Regions from separate parts of the Mus musculus genome. Here all the other regions are linked to region 3. Evidence: chromatin contacts called from public HiChIP or PLAC-seq and promoter capture Hi-C data. All regions are on one chromosome and are shown on one strand. Each heading gives the region's core, a stretch centred on a gene start, on an enhancer-like site or on the middle of the called end of the contact. The rest is flanking DNA. Distances are from core to core; before and after follow the strand shown.

The links. Promoter capture Hi-C pulls out the DNA fragments that hold promoters and counts their contacts. HiChIP or PLAC-seq counts read pairs in DNA pulled down with a chosen protein or histone mark.
Region 1: an H3K4me3 HiChIP or PLAC-seq map of stem cell-derived neural progenitor cells shows a contact between it and region 3, with 2.5 times the contacts expected there. The contact joins the promoter of Nxf7 here to the promoter of Armcx5 in region 3. A contact is called at or near these places in 20 of 39 promoter capture datasets (the 3T3-L1 cell line, 3T3-L1-derived adipocytes, the HPC-7 cell line and 13 more), 1 of 484 Hi-C or Micro-C datasets (the HL-1 cell line), 2 of 115 datasets of contacts at active chromatin or transcription factors (extraembryonic endoderm stem cells and stem cell-derived neural progenitor cells) and 3 of 9 other capture datasets (adipose tissue, liver and pancreatic islet).
Region 2: a promoter capture Hi-C map of hematopoietic stem and progenitor cells shows a contact between it and region 3, with 3 times the contacts expected there. The contact joins the enhancer-like site here to the promoter of Armcx5 in region 3. A contact is called at or near these places in 15 of 39 promoter capture datasets (the 3T3-L1 cell line, 3T3-L1-derived adipocytes, the HPC-7 cell line and 9 more), 31 of 484 Hi-C or Micro-C datasets (the 63-12 cell line, the AtT-20 cell line, B cells and 22 more), 3 of 115 datasets of contacts at active chromatin or transcription factors (extraembryonic endoderm stem cells, forebrain and trophoblast stem cells) and 3 of 9 other capture datasets (adipose tissue, liver and pancreatic islet).

The regions. Positions count from the first base shown.
Region 1 is chrX:135,596,473-135,600,131 of GRCm38.p6, reverse strand. Nxf7 (nuclear RNA export factor 7) reads left to right here and starts at 1,355. Exons shown (of 23, transcript NM_130888.2): 1 at 1,355-1,454.
Region 2 is chrX:135,571,778-135,576,023 of GRCm38.p6, reverse strand. No RefSeq gene overlaps it. Among named protein-coding and RNA genes, the nearest start is that of Nxf7, 25 kb to the left of the region's middle. Within about 2 kb of position 1,608, at least 39 of the 459 cell types and tissues checked have an H3K27ac peak or open chromatin away from gene starts, as enhancers often do. A contact at or near this core is called in extraembryonic endoderm stem cells, pre-megakaryocyte-erythroid progenitors and trophoblast stem cells, where this site is marked.
Region 3 is chrX:135,741,113-135,745,166 of GRCm38.p6, reverse strand. It overlaps Armcx5 (armadillo repeat containing, X-linked 5), which reads right to left and starts at 2,475. Exons shown (of 4, transcript NM_001009575.5): 1 at 2,189-2,475; 2 at 1,553-1,604; 3 at 592-668; 4 at 1-248. It overlaps Gprasp1 (G protein-coupled receptor associated sorting protein 1), which reads right to left and starts at 2,475. Exons shown (of 11, transcript NM_026081.5): 1 at 2,189-2,475; 2 at 592-668.

The DNA of each region.
Region 1 (3,659 bases), core at 106-2,605, 140 kb after region 3:
TGATACAATAGCCATCTTTCTTCCCCTTCCTCAGCTTCTTGTCTCTGCTAGGGAGGCTTCTATTGCAGAACTGTACTTAGGAAATCACCCTGCCTGACAGTGTCAAGCAGCAGCAGAATATGGCTTCTGCCCTCACTACCTCTGCTCCAGTGCTTGTCCTTCGGTCCTCATCCAGGCAGAGCCTGTGATCAAGGTAGCAGTGGGAAGGGGGCATAGTCAGCCACGTATCCCATTTTGTTCCTACATGATCCAAGCTGGAAAAATCCAGCTGGACAGGACATGAAAAAAACTTTCTAGTCAGCTGAAAAAGCCTGAGTTCACCATGGTCATGCCCTGGGGAGCCTCCTTTATGCTGTATCACTGCCCCTTGAAGTGTGTGTGTGATATAATCTTGGTGGACTTCAAAGATGGAAAGTATACAAGCTGTCCTTTGGATTGAACAGTTTCTCTGGAGAGAACTCAGGTAGTGCACTGGGGAGGGGAGGGGAGGGGGCTAAATGGGCAGGCAGGAGCTCAGATTGGAGGGACAGGCTAGGACAGGAAGAGGGGACTTAGAGACTGCTCTTATCTGCAAGACCCAGTGGGGAGCCCTTCTGGCTCAGAGAAGCTGACTTACTGCCCCTGTGAGAATGCAGAGTGTAGGAAAATTAGGTTAAAGTGCAACCTGGGGGGATGGGATTGCTCCAAGGACCATCAACCCTCCCAGGGCTCCTTTGCTCATGTGGGATGCCTCAAGCCCCCCCACCTCTTAGAATTAGGGGTCACCTCAATACAAATGGTTGTCATTACTGTTTTGTAAAGGAATGGGAAGAAAGTATATTGTGGCTGTGGAGTTGGGAGCAGGGACAGAAAGCAGGACCTTTCTGGCAAAGCCCCTAAGGTATGAAGACAGGTGATGATTCTGTTGGGATGGACCTAGAGTAGATAAAGATCCTCTGTCCCCAGTAGCCTAACCAGTAGGGCAACTTTTCTTTTGGATTGTTTGTGTCAGACTTTGGTGTCTCACAGTGAAGCAGATATTCACAGGATCGACATAAGCATGAGCTAAAGGCATTTGAGTGACAGTGTAGTGGCTATTCCCAGTTGTAAACTTGACTATATATGAAATGAACTGCAATCCAGATGGAAGGCTGACCTGTAGTCCATACCTTGAGGCTTTCTTATCTGGATCTTGGCGTAGAGATCCTGAGGCATAGTGGCTGTGAATCCCAGGCAACTAAGGCAAGGGGATCTCTGAGTTCATCTGGAACAAAAGCAAGACCCAGATCCAGGCTTGGTGGCACACCCCTTTTATCCAGGCCACACCTACTGCTAGAGACCTACATAAGGAAGTAGAAAGGAGGAAGACGCCCTCTTCTTCTCCTGCTTGCCTTGTGAGACTGAGCAACTGCTAGATCCTTGGACTTCCATTCACAGCTGCTGCTGACCACTGTTGAGGAGTTGGACTACAGACTGTAAGTTATCAACAAATTCCCTTACTATATAGAGACTACCTATAAGTTCTGTGACTCTAGAGAACCCTGACTAATACAGACAGTTACCTGTGGGCTCCTATGCCAGTCCACTTGGGACTTAGGAAAAAAAATCACTGCCTTGGACTGCCTGGCATTTAGACGGCCATGGAAACCACATGGAATGTAGGTAGACAGGCAAATGGGAAAGAGCTTGGCCGTAGCAGGGGGATTTTTCTGCCCCTCAGCATCTCTGCCATCTCTGTAAAAAGATATGTGACTCACCAGCCTGTGCTCCACTAAAGGGAGCAATGGAACTGACTCAGACTCATCCTGCGAAAGCATCGGGTCTCCCCATCACTTCAACCCTGCACAGCCCACACAAGGCTGCTACCGTGTAGGCAGTAGATCGTGTTTATGTAACTAGGGCTGCCTGACGGAAAAGCCTTCCACCCCAAAGCTCTCCGGGCTTCGGCTTTTCGAGCAATCCATACTTCCTGGTTGCTATCTCTTACCTAGGCGTCTGCCGTCTGTCTGCCTGAACAGACGTCATCGAATGCCTTCTGGCACTGTCCTTGCATCATCTTGGGAACGGTCTGCATTCTCAGTTAGGGGTTAAGTTTTACGATCTGCTCACCTAATCTCAGCTTAAGAATTTACTTCAGTGGCCTACAGAAAACCCTGAGTTTTGTGGGAACAGACAAACTGCTGCTGTGACCCGAAGCCTTCAGAAGGCTGTCGACCTAATGCAGAGCTCTCTGACTGCATCCTGCTTCTGTGTGATGGTCTCTGTTACTGCTTCCTCTCTTCTTCAGGAATAGGTCCCAGAACAGGGAATGTGGCTCAGTGGGTAAAAGATGGGGACCTGAGCTTGAATCACTAGAAGCCATGACAAAAGCCAGGCGTGGCTGTACACAGGCTTGAAATTCCAGCTCTGCTCCGGCCAGAGGTCAGATACGGAAGGATGTCTTGTTTTTTTTTGTTTGTTTGTTTTTTGTTTTTTGTTTTTTGTTTTTTTGTTTTTTTTTTCTGGATTTCATCTAGGCTTTAGTTTCAGTGAGTGACTCTAAATGGAGAATAAATTACAGAGTAATGGAGCAGGATATCTATTGACATTCTCTGACTCCTGAAGGTGTACAACATCTAACGAAATGTTGACTTAGACCTAGGTCCGTGGCTATAATTTCTTAAGTGCTATTTTCCTAGGTTTGATGGGCAAAACTGTGAAGGAGCTGATAGAGCCCCTCCCAGATATCAGGATAGTATGGAATCCTATGGCTGTACAACATAGGGATGTTGTCATCATGGAGAAAATAAAATTATGTGGCTGACCTAGACCTATGGTCTCTGTTGGTAACATGCATATCTTAAACTTTTTAAGTTCTATTTTTAATACTTAATCTTATTATGTGTTTGCTTTTTATTTTATTTCATTTTATTTTATTATTTTTTGAGACATGGTAACTTTGTGTAGCCTTGGCTGTCTTGGAACTAGCTTTGTTGACTAGGCTGGCTTGGAACTCACAGAGATCGGCCTGCTTCTGCCTTCTTAGTGCTAGGGCTAAAGGCATCTGCCACCATTGTCCGTCTTAGGTTTTTGTTGATGTTGTTGTTTAATTCGCAATGCTTTTGATGGAATCGGGGTTTGTTGCCCAACCTTGCCCCTGCCTCTGCCTTTGCAAGGCACAAACACTCTTCCCCAACTCCCCAACGTTATCAGTAGCCTTTGTTAGAAGATTAGGCGTTCCTGGATTTTGTACTTCAGTCCTTCTTGAGGCAAAAGTCTTGCCATCACGGGACTACCTCAGTTACTCAGTTACTGCTGTTCTTGCTGTCACATGCTAAGATGCATGTGGGTGCATGCGCAACGCCTCCCCTAATACCTCAGAAGCAAGCTAGGGATGCCTGAACCCCTCACAAAGCCTGCTCACTCGGTTCAGACAGTCACATGACTGCTCTCTTTCTCTCAACATCAAGAATCAAGCTAGGCCATTTCTGTGTTTGCTGTGAGCTCACAGAGTTTCCACCCACGGAAGGCGTTCAGGGTTGTTGTTCTCCCTAAGGACAAAGCTTGATCAGACTCTGGATTAGACTCCCTACTTTTCCAGGAAGCACTAAGGTACTGTAGGCTGACTGTCCTAGACCACTTTTCTGGTAGGAGGCCCACCAGCTGTTCTCTGGGATTTTTCTCAGGGCACGCGTCAGGGG
Region 2 (4,246 bases), core at 359-2,858, 170 kb after region 3:
CAATCAGCACTGCCCAAAACATCAAGCAATCTTCTTCCCCTGCCATCTCCATGAAGCTCTCACAGCTGAACCAGGCCCTCACACACAACAGCACAATTACCCTGAAAATTCCCGCTCAGTATGGAATGTACGGACTCAGCAGATCCAACAGTGGTGATAGAATTGATTCATCCCTTCTAAAACTGGATCTGTTTTTCCCTTCTGTAACCATGTATTGGGCTAGAAGCTGAGATCCCAGACACAATGGTTAGCTCTGTCATACTGAAGGGTTCCTCAATGCACCTCAGACTCTACACACAGTGGTTCCTTCATGGCACTATGCTCTGAAGTCTACTTGGGCTCTGCTAGTTGATAAGATTCCATGGGTACATTTTAATACACTCACACCAATACCACTGTTCTGTTGCTGGTTACCCTTTGGATGTAAATTCACCCTTACTGAGTAGTAGTTTCCCAGGATTGAAAATCTCCCGTGCTACCAGGGTGATTTGATGGTTTCTTGAGCTAATGCATCGCCTGGTCAAAAGGAAAGGCAGAACCAACACAGAACAGCGTCAGGACTGGGCAGATAAGCCAGTCTTCTGAGAAGGAGGCAATGAGATTGTGTATCAGACCCTTCAGCTGCCGGTGGGTACCATCCACCGTACTCCATGTTATTTTCTCAAAAATATTTGAAAGTTTAAAACTCTTCTGCATATGGGTGTTTTCCCCTGGGTTTTAGACTGTGTTTAAAGTAGCAGGCCTGTTTTTCCTTCTGTGAAGCTGTTCACAGATCAGCCCTAGCCTAAGGCTTACAGAGCACTGCAGAAGGAGTGGAAAGAATGCGAGGGATGTGAAATGTTATCTTCAGGCTATCACACAGCCATTTTGAGCATGCTCTCACTCACAGCAGCTGTGGCGGTTGCCTTCACTGGTTAGGTACAAAGCAGGGCCTGCCAGCAGCAGAGCAGAGAATGAGGAACTGCTCTAGGGGGCTCTGCCCCTCGTGGGTGAACTTTGGCCAACTGAAAGATTCCAGGACTGGACACTTGTTGCTTGGGCTGTGTACCAGAAAATGCACACTCGGGTATTAATGGACAGTGCCAAACCTCTGACCACACAGAGAGATCTGGTCAAAAACAGAGGTTTTGTCATGAAATAAAACAGACGTGACTGCATGAATGTGGGAAAGCGACCTGTAAGGAGGAGGGGGTATAAAAGGGGCTGTGGAGAAAAGAGAGACAAGAAGCTTCAGTTTCTCTGGAAAGCACTCCTGCCACAGGAGGCGTGGTCTGCAAAGGGGCTGGGCAAGACTGCCACAGGAGGCGTGGTCTGCAAAGGGGCTGGGCAAGACTGCCACAGGAGGCGTGGTCTGCAAAGGGGCTGGGCAAGACTGCCTCAGGAGGCGTGGTCTGCAAAGGGGCTGGGCAAGACTGCCACAGGAGGCGTGGTCTGCAAAGGGGCAGGGCAAGACTGACACAGGAGGTGGGGTCTGCAAATGTACAGAGCAAGACTGCCACAGGAGGTGGGGTCTGCAAATGTACAGAGCAAGACTGCCACAGGAGGTGGGGTCTGCAAATGTACAGAGCAAGACTGCCACAGGAGGCGTGGTCTGCAAAGGGGCTGGGCAAGAACTGCAACTGGTCAGGTTACTCACTCCACACACAGCCAAGCCACCTCCCTAGAGCTTGCCCACAGCCAGGGAAAGTGGTTTTACTTATCACACTCATGGCAATTCTGGAGAACATTAGCAGCAAAGCCTTTTAGTCTCCATGACCCAGAACCCCCTAAGCCCTGCAGATAGCCCAACAATGACTGTCACTGAGGATCTGCAGGCCCACACTCAACAAACAATTCCTCCTTGGAGTCCATCTGCAAGCTTGCCTCAGGCTGCCTGGACAAAGCCATGAAACTGCTTGATGCTTATCAAGGAAACTCATATTTCAAAGGCATGGGCGACTCACAGCACTGATTGAAGACCCTCACCCCCCCTTCCTGGACAGAGCCTGAGCAAGCACTGCCTCCCTTTCCTTGGAGAATCATCTCAAGTTCCTGGGGAGCAGTTGGGGAAGAGGGGGGCAGCTACCCCTTACCTGCATTCTGATGGAGGGGCAGCTGTTGCTGCCAGAGACCCTCTAATATGGGGCTTCCTCTTGAGTGGGTAAGGAGATCACAGCAGACCACCCCAGGTAGGATGCATCTAGGGATCTCCTATGGCCTTCTATAGGGCTTCAATCCCAAACAGAGGCATTCTAGAAAACTCTTTAACAGAGGATAACTATTAGAGGAGATAAACACATAACTCTGAACAATTAAAACACCATTCTACCTTCTAAACTCACCCACAACTAACAGTACAAATCAACAGACACCTTCAACTTGATCATGACTTTTCTATAGAGTCTTTTTTGGTTTTTTGTTTTGTTTTGTTTTCTTTTTTTCGAGACAGGGTTTCTCTGTACAGCCCTGTCTGTCCTGGAACTAACTCTGTAGACCAGGCTGGCCTCAAACTCAGAAATCTGCCTGCCTCTGCCTCTCAATTGCTGTGATTAAAGGCGTGCGCCACCATTGCCCAGCTACAATAGTGTCTTAAAGACACTTTACATCTGGGTTGGAGAAACAAAGAATGTACCAGAAACCCTTCTGCAGAAGTTGGAGCGTGTGCTGCTCTGGATACGTGCTGTACATAAACTATACTGAGTCAGGTAAGCTCACATGAGAACAAAGCCTGGGGTGCGGTAATTGTATACAATTTGTGGAGGGCAATTGGGTTCCTGGGGAGAGAAGAACTTTAATAAATGGCACTACCCTCAACTAAAGCTATCTGGGCTAACAGGAGGGAATTCATTTGAGAGGATTATTTAAAGGGAGCCAGGAGGAATCCTTGTAGTGGGGACAGGTGGTGGCTTATTGGAGGGGCAAGTAAGGGAGTGGGAGGAGATGCTGAAGTGTGGAGGGAGCACTGTAGAAGAAGAGGTCGATGCAGTGGGCGGGGCTTGTGTAAGGTGGGGTCAGTGGCCTAGGCCAGTGCTGTGACCTTGAGGTCCTCTGGGTTCCCAGCTGGAGGCCGTTGTCCTACTATAAACAGGCAGTTAAAGGAACAGTGTGGGGACATCGGCATCAAGGATCTCAGGACAGTATGGAAGAAGGACATGTTTCCCTCGGGAAGCCTCTTCTCAGGTGGCATTGGGGGTGTAGCTCTCAGGATCCAGTGAGCCCCTTCTCAAGGCCTGGAAGGAGAGATGGCTCAGAGTTGAGCTCACAGCCGTTTCCTTCTGATGATGCATTGGGAAGGAGAGCTTCAGTTCATCTTCAGGGAATCTAAGTATTTATACTTGCAGGGTCTGAGTCTAGTATTGTGTCAGGTGGGAGGGGTTAACAGTGTGCTGTAAGTCACTGGGAGAGAGTCTTTGTAGTCATTTGCCTGCAGAACACAGGGGAGAGGGAGGGTAGCCTCTCCTGTTTCCTAGGTGCAGGTTAAGACCAATGTACTGGGAAAACGGCATAGACATTTGAAGGTGAAGAATCGATCTGAACTTCCTGGTGTATCTCAAACAAATAGCGACAGGTTACAGATTGTACATAGCAAATGAAACTACACACTGACTTGATAATTTGTAATTGGGAGTCCCTTGTAAGCTGCCATTGGGGAAAGGTTTCTATATACGGCAGAAAAACCAGAACTCATAAAGGAAGCTGGTGGGAGTAATGACAGATGAATTTATATTCTTACACACAAGTCTGAGAAAGTAGCAGAAAGGAAATTGAAAATTCAAGAGAGGCACCGGGCAAAGAGAGAATGTGTATTGTTCATATCATGTTTCTGACATACAACGAACGGAGCTGTGTACAGGATGCAAATCTGATAGTGGCGATGTGGTGATGGAAGACTATAACAGCAACACTTGAAAAACCAAGAAAGGCAGGAAGATCAAGAGCTTCTGGCTAGCTTGGATGACGGTGTGACCTTCTAGGAAAGGAAAGTGCTAGGCCAAAGGAACACACAAGGAGCCCAGTGTCAGCAAGAGAAACATGGAAAAGCAGGTGGCCTCTGAATGTGTCAAATAGACCAAGCCCAGTTTCTAGGAAGGCAAATGCATGTGTTCCAGCTGCTGAAATGTGGCATTCTTCCCTCAGTGTGGTCCCTTCTACCCCAAGTCTGCTCACTCTGCCTATCTTTGCAGAGGACTCTCCTCTCACTCATGCAGACAGCATATGGAATAATGGTCGAGCTCCCGTGGAAGACAGTATTCTGCTACAGGGAGTG
Region 3 (4,054 bases), core at 1,226-3,725:
AAAGGCAAAGCTTAATATAAATATGCCCCTGTCTCAGCCTTGCCCGAAAGTCAGCCCCAAGTAGGTGTTTTCATATAAAGTCCAGTAGTCATTCAGCCCCTTTCCAACTACAGTTTCTGCCAATCATATAGACAGCATGTTGAGGAAGCTCACTCAAGATAAAGGATAGCTGTGCTGGGGCGCAGGCCTGTGGAGGGTGGTGGTCTTCAGCCACTCCAAGGCCATCAGATCTGTCACTGAAGTTGGACCTAGGGGTGGAGGAAGGAAATGGGGCTTTAAGTCTCTTCCAATTTGCTTTCTTCTCATGCTGATAAGCACAGAGACATAGTTAAGTATGGAAATTCAGTGCTCTATGGGGAAGAAGGAGACAAGGAGCCAACTCCTCCTTTCAGTTCACCCACTGTCTATACCTTCATGTGCTACCAATTTGTCTTTGCAGACACCAATAAGGGCAGAAAGAATAGGAAAGCTGGATGGACACGAGAGGCTGCAAAATTCCGAGGCTATCTGCTGACCTAGGCTGGAGCCAACCAAATCTTTACTGTTCCATACTATAGGTCTTACTCGAGGAGTCCCCACGTTCATACTAACCTGCGCTCTTGCCAAGGGATTGTTTCCTCCTTTCTCTGTTTCCACTGGCGACAAGCCCTGCAGCAGATCTGGCAAACCTATAGATAGATAAAGAGGACAGAGAAACTCAGCTCTTGGGATACAGACCTTGGTTCCTGGCCCTTATTCTTGCCTTCTCAGAGAAGCTTGTCTAGCTTTTCCCTTCCTGGTCTTCCTCTCCTTCCATTAACCAGCTTCAAAGCTGTTCCTCCTCCTCTTCCTCCTCCTCCCTTGGGGCCCTCCATTGTCTTCTTGAGTGACTGTTTCGGTAATCCCTTAGTTGAAAAATCGGTTGATAATGAAGTGTTAGAGCAGGACAGGAAAGAGGGGATTAAAGGAAGATGTTCCCATCCTGCATCTATCTCTAGAGTTAGACCAAGACTCCTAAGTGAATCCACAGACCAGCTAGAGGTCATCGAGAAACTGACAAAACAGAAGGGTGTGACATTCTAGTCTCAGTGATCCTTGTCTGTCTTCACACTAATCCTCGAATCTGGACAATTGCCTTCTCATTATCTCCTAGCTTCACATTCAGTTATTTTACAAACATTCACAACAGCCAAGTTATACAACCCTCCGGATGTGTCTATCAATGGAAATCCACAAACATGAGAACAGCACTACTGAGTATAATTTAGGAAACAGTAATTACGGAATAAATGCTTGCTGGATACAGATACTTGTTTGGTAAAGAATTCTCTGATTCCCTTTCTTTTTGTCATCCCCCCATGACACCCCCAAATCTCCACGTTCCTCTGCTATATTCTTAAAGCCTGATCATTTCCATGAAGGGACAACTAAATCATCTCTGCACAGTTGGTCGTACTGGTAGCAGTAGGGATGAAACGCCTGACAATAACAGGAAGCTGGGGAAATAATGAAAAGTATCATTTTCAATTTTCTTACACATTCTTATGATTATCCCCCACCCACCCACACAAACCTATCACATTCTGCAACATAGTTGGGGTAACGCGGAGGGCATTTCTGGAAGGCTGGAAAAGAGGAGATGTAGAAATTATTCTAGAACCCTACCTAGTCTTGCAGCTTTCTCCCACAGTACAGAAATCAGGTCAGTTTTGTTTATCTTCTCCCCTCCCCTTTTGATCTGCCGCCCTGAAACGTGGAGAAATGCAAACTTGGCACAAAATCTATCCACACAAATGAATGTGTGATAGCCCCAAATCAAATGAAATCGCACTGAGTAAGATATGGTTAATTAATGGTCAGATAAGAATGTGCAATCTTCGAATACACCCAACACAAGATTTAATGTTCCCACATCTATAACCCCTTTGTGTATCTCCTTCCTGATTCTCAAGGCTCCTCAGACAACTGCGTTCATCAGTGGTGGTAGTCCTTTCTCTGACAAGTACGCCATCTCCCCAGTAGATGATGCCATTGCATCCATCTCCCTTCCCAAACGTGATGAAGCGAGTTTCTGGAAACGTAGATAGCTTTTTCTCATCCTCCCTAGTCTGTCTTCCCAACACTCGCCCCCTAAAATCAGGTCACCAATCCCGCACCAATCATGGAACCCGCAACCACAACCCCAAGCAATGCCCTCCTTCTTACTGACCTGTTCTGCTTGAATCCAAGGCAGTTTTCTTAGGTGCGTTCTCTCCGGCGGCGCCTTCCCACACAGAAAGGAGGCAGGCAAACGCCGTCGGCAGTCCGCCGCAGGGAGCAGAGGCAATGGCGGCGACTGTAATTTAGGGGCTTGCCGGGAGCTTGGGATGTAGGACAAGATGAAGGGCCATGACTAGCAAATTACTGTCACCTTTCGGTACCCACTCCTCTCTCCGGTCCCTCACGAAGCGACTACATAGCTACCTACATCCGCCGGGACGCACTAGGCGCGGCTACGTCATTACGGAGGCCCGCAGAGGGAGGAGCTAGAGTTATTTAAGGAGTTCCGGCTTAGGGAAGCGGAGTGATACTACTGTGGCGCACACTGCGACACTTAGGTTCTGATCCCGAACTAGGGAAAACCGCGCCAAGCACCCGCAAGCAGGCGATTACCAAATGTCGGTTTTAGCTTCCTTCTTAGACATGTCTTTCCATTTCGAAATGCATGCGGTTTTCACGCTGTGGCGTCAGAAGAAAAAGCGGCCGCCTTACCGGGCGGAAGGATAGCAAAGAATTCTAGTGTTTTTACACGTTCCTCACTAAACCCACCGCCCACTGAAGTGAGCTGGTTAGGTAGGGGAGGGGCTCAAGGTAGAAACGATGCTGGGGGTGGGGCGGTTCTCAACGCTGAAATTACAAATAAAAATTCTCATTTATTCCAACAAATTCTAAACTGTTCCTTCTACAAGCAAAATCCGCCAGTGATGCACCTGTAAGGGCTTGTTTGCATAAAATTCTTGCTGCAGCGGCAGAACCTATGGAAAACTGCTCTGCTGCCAGACCGTTTTTGTTTTGTTTTGTTTTGTTTTTCAATCTCCCTTTTTATGTTTCCTGTTGCCACCCCTTGAAATCTTTTGCTCTTATTGTCCGGCATGTTTCTTGTTTTGAAATAGTTTTAGATAACATGAAGTAAGGATAGAGGAAAAACAGGGAGAAAAAGAACTGTGCAGACGAGTTCTACTCCAGGATGACCTCACTACCATAAGGTGCAGTGGCTTGGATTTAATCTAGGCACTGGGAAAACAAGAATCTTCTTACTGACAAGACATAATACCAAAGTATCTTTGTACCCGTGGACCAACACCAGTCCCTGCTCTGTGGATTTCTCCGGGCTTGTTCCCTCACGTTTCTTGCCCCCTAAATCTCTGACTATATAAGTCCTTGCATCTTGAATGCTGGGCCTCATGTTTGTATTATCTATTTGAACATAAATTTAATTAAAATAAGCCTTAGAATCAGAAAGTGTTTCTAACATGTATACCACTTAGAAATGTCCCAGCCCATCAGTCCTGTATGCCTCAACTCTAAGCTGAGCTATGACATTAGTAGATTATGATGAGAGACATTTTTCCTGTTTCAGGGATGTTTGTAATTTTGAAATTGCCTTAATAAAAGTGCATGGTTTCCCCTCAGTCCCAGTCTACATTATCAGAAAACCTGATAATGTCATGAGGCAGGAGGTTAACTTTTGGAAGGAATAACCAGCCTATAAGGAACAATACTAGGTGGTGATGGTCAGTCCAGACAGACCATCTTCATGACCCAGGACACAAGATGAAAATAGTTTTGGTGGGAGGCTCAATAAAACATAATTGTAAAAAATAGGTGGTAGTGGTCCCTCCAGATGGGCCAGCCCAGGGCCCTAAAAACAGTTAAAGAGAGAGAGATAGAGAGAGGGAGAGAGAAGAGAAGAGAAGAGAAGAGGAGAGAAGGAAAGAAAAGAGAAAAAGGAAGGAAGAAAGAAAGGAAGGAAGGAAGGAAGGAAGAAAGAAAGAAAGAAAGAAAGAAAGAAAGAAAGAGGGACATCTGGGTTCTT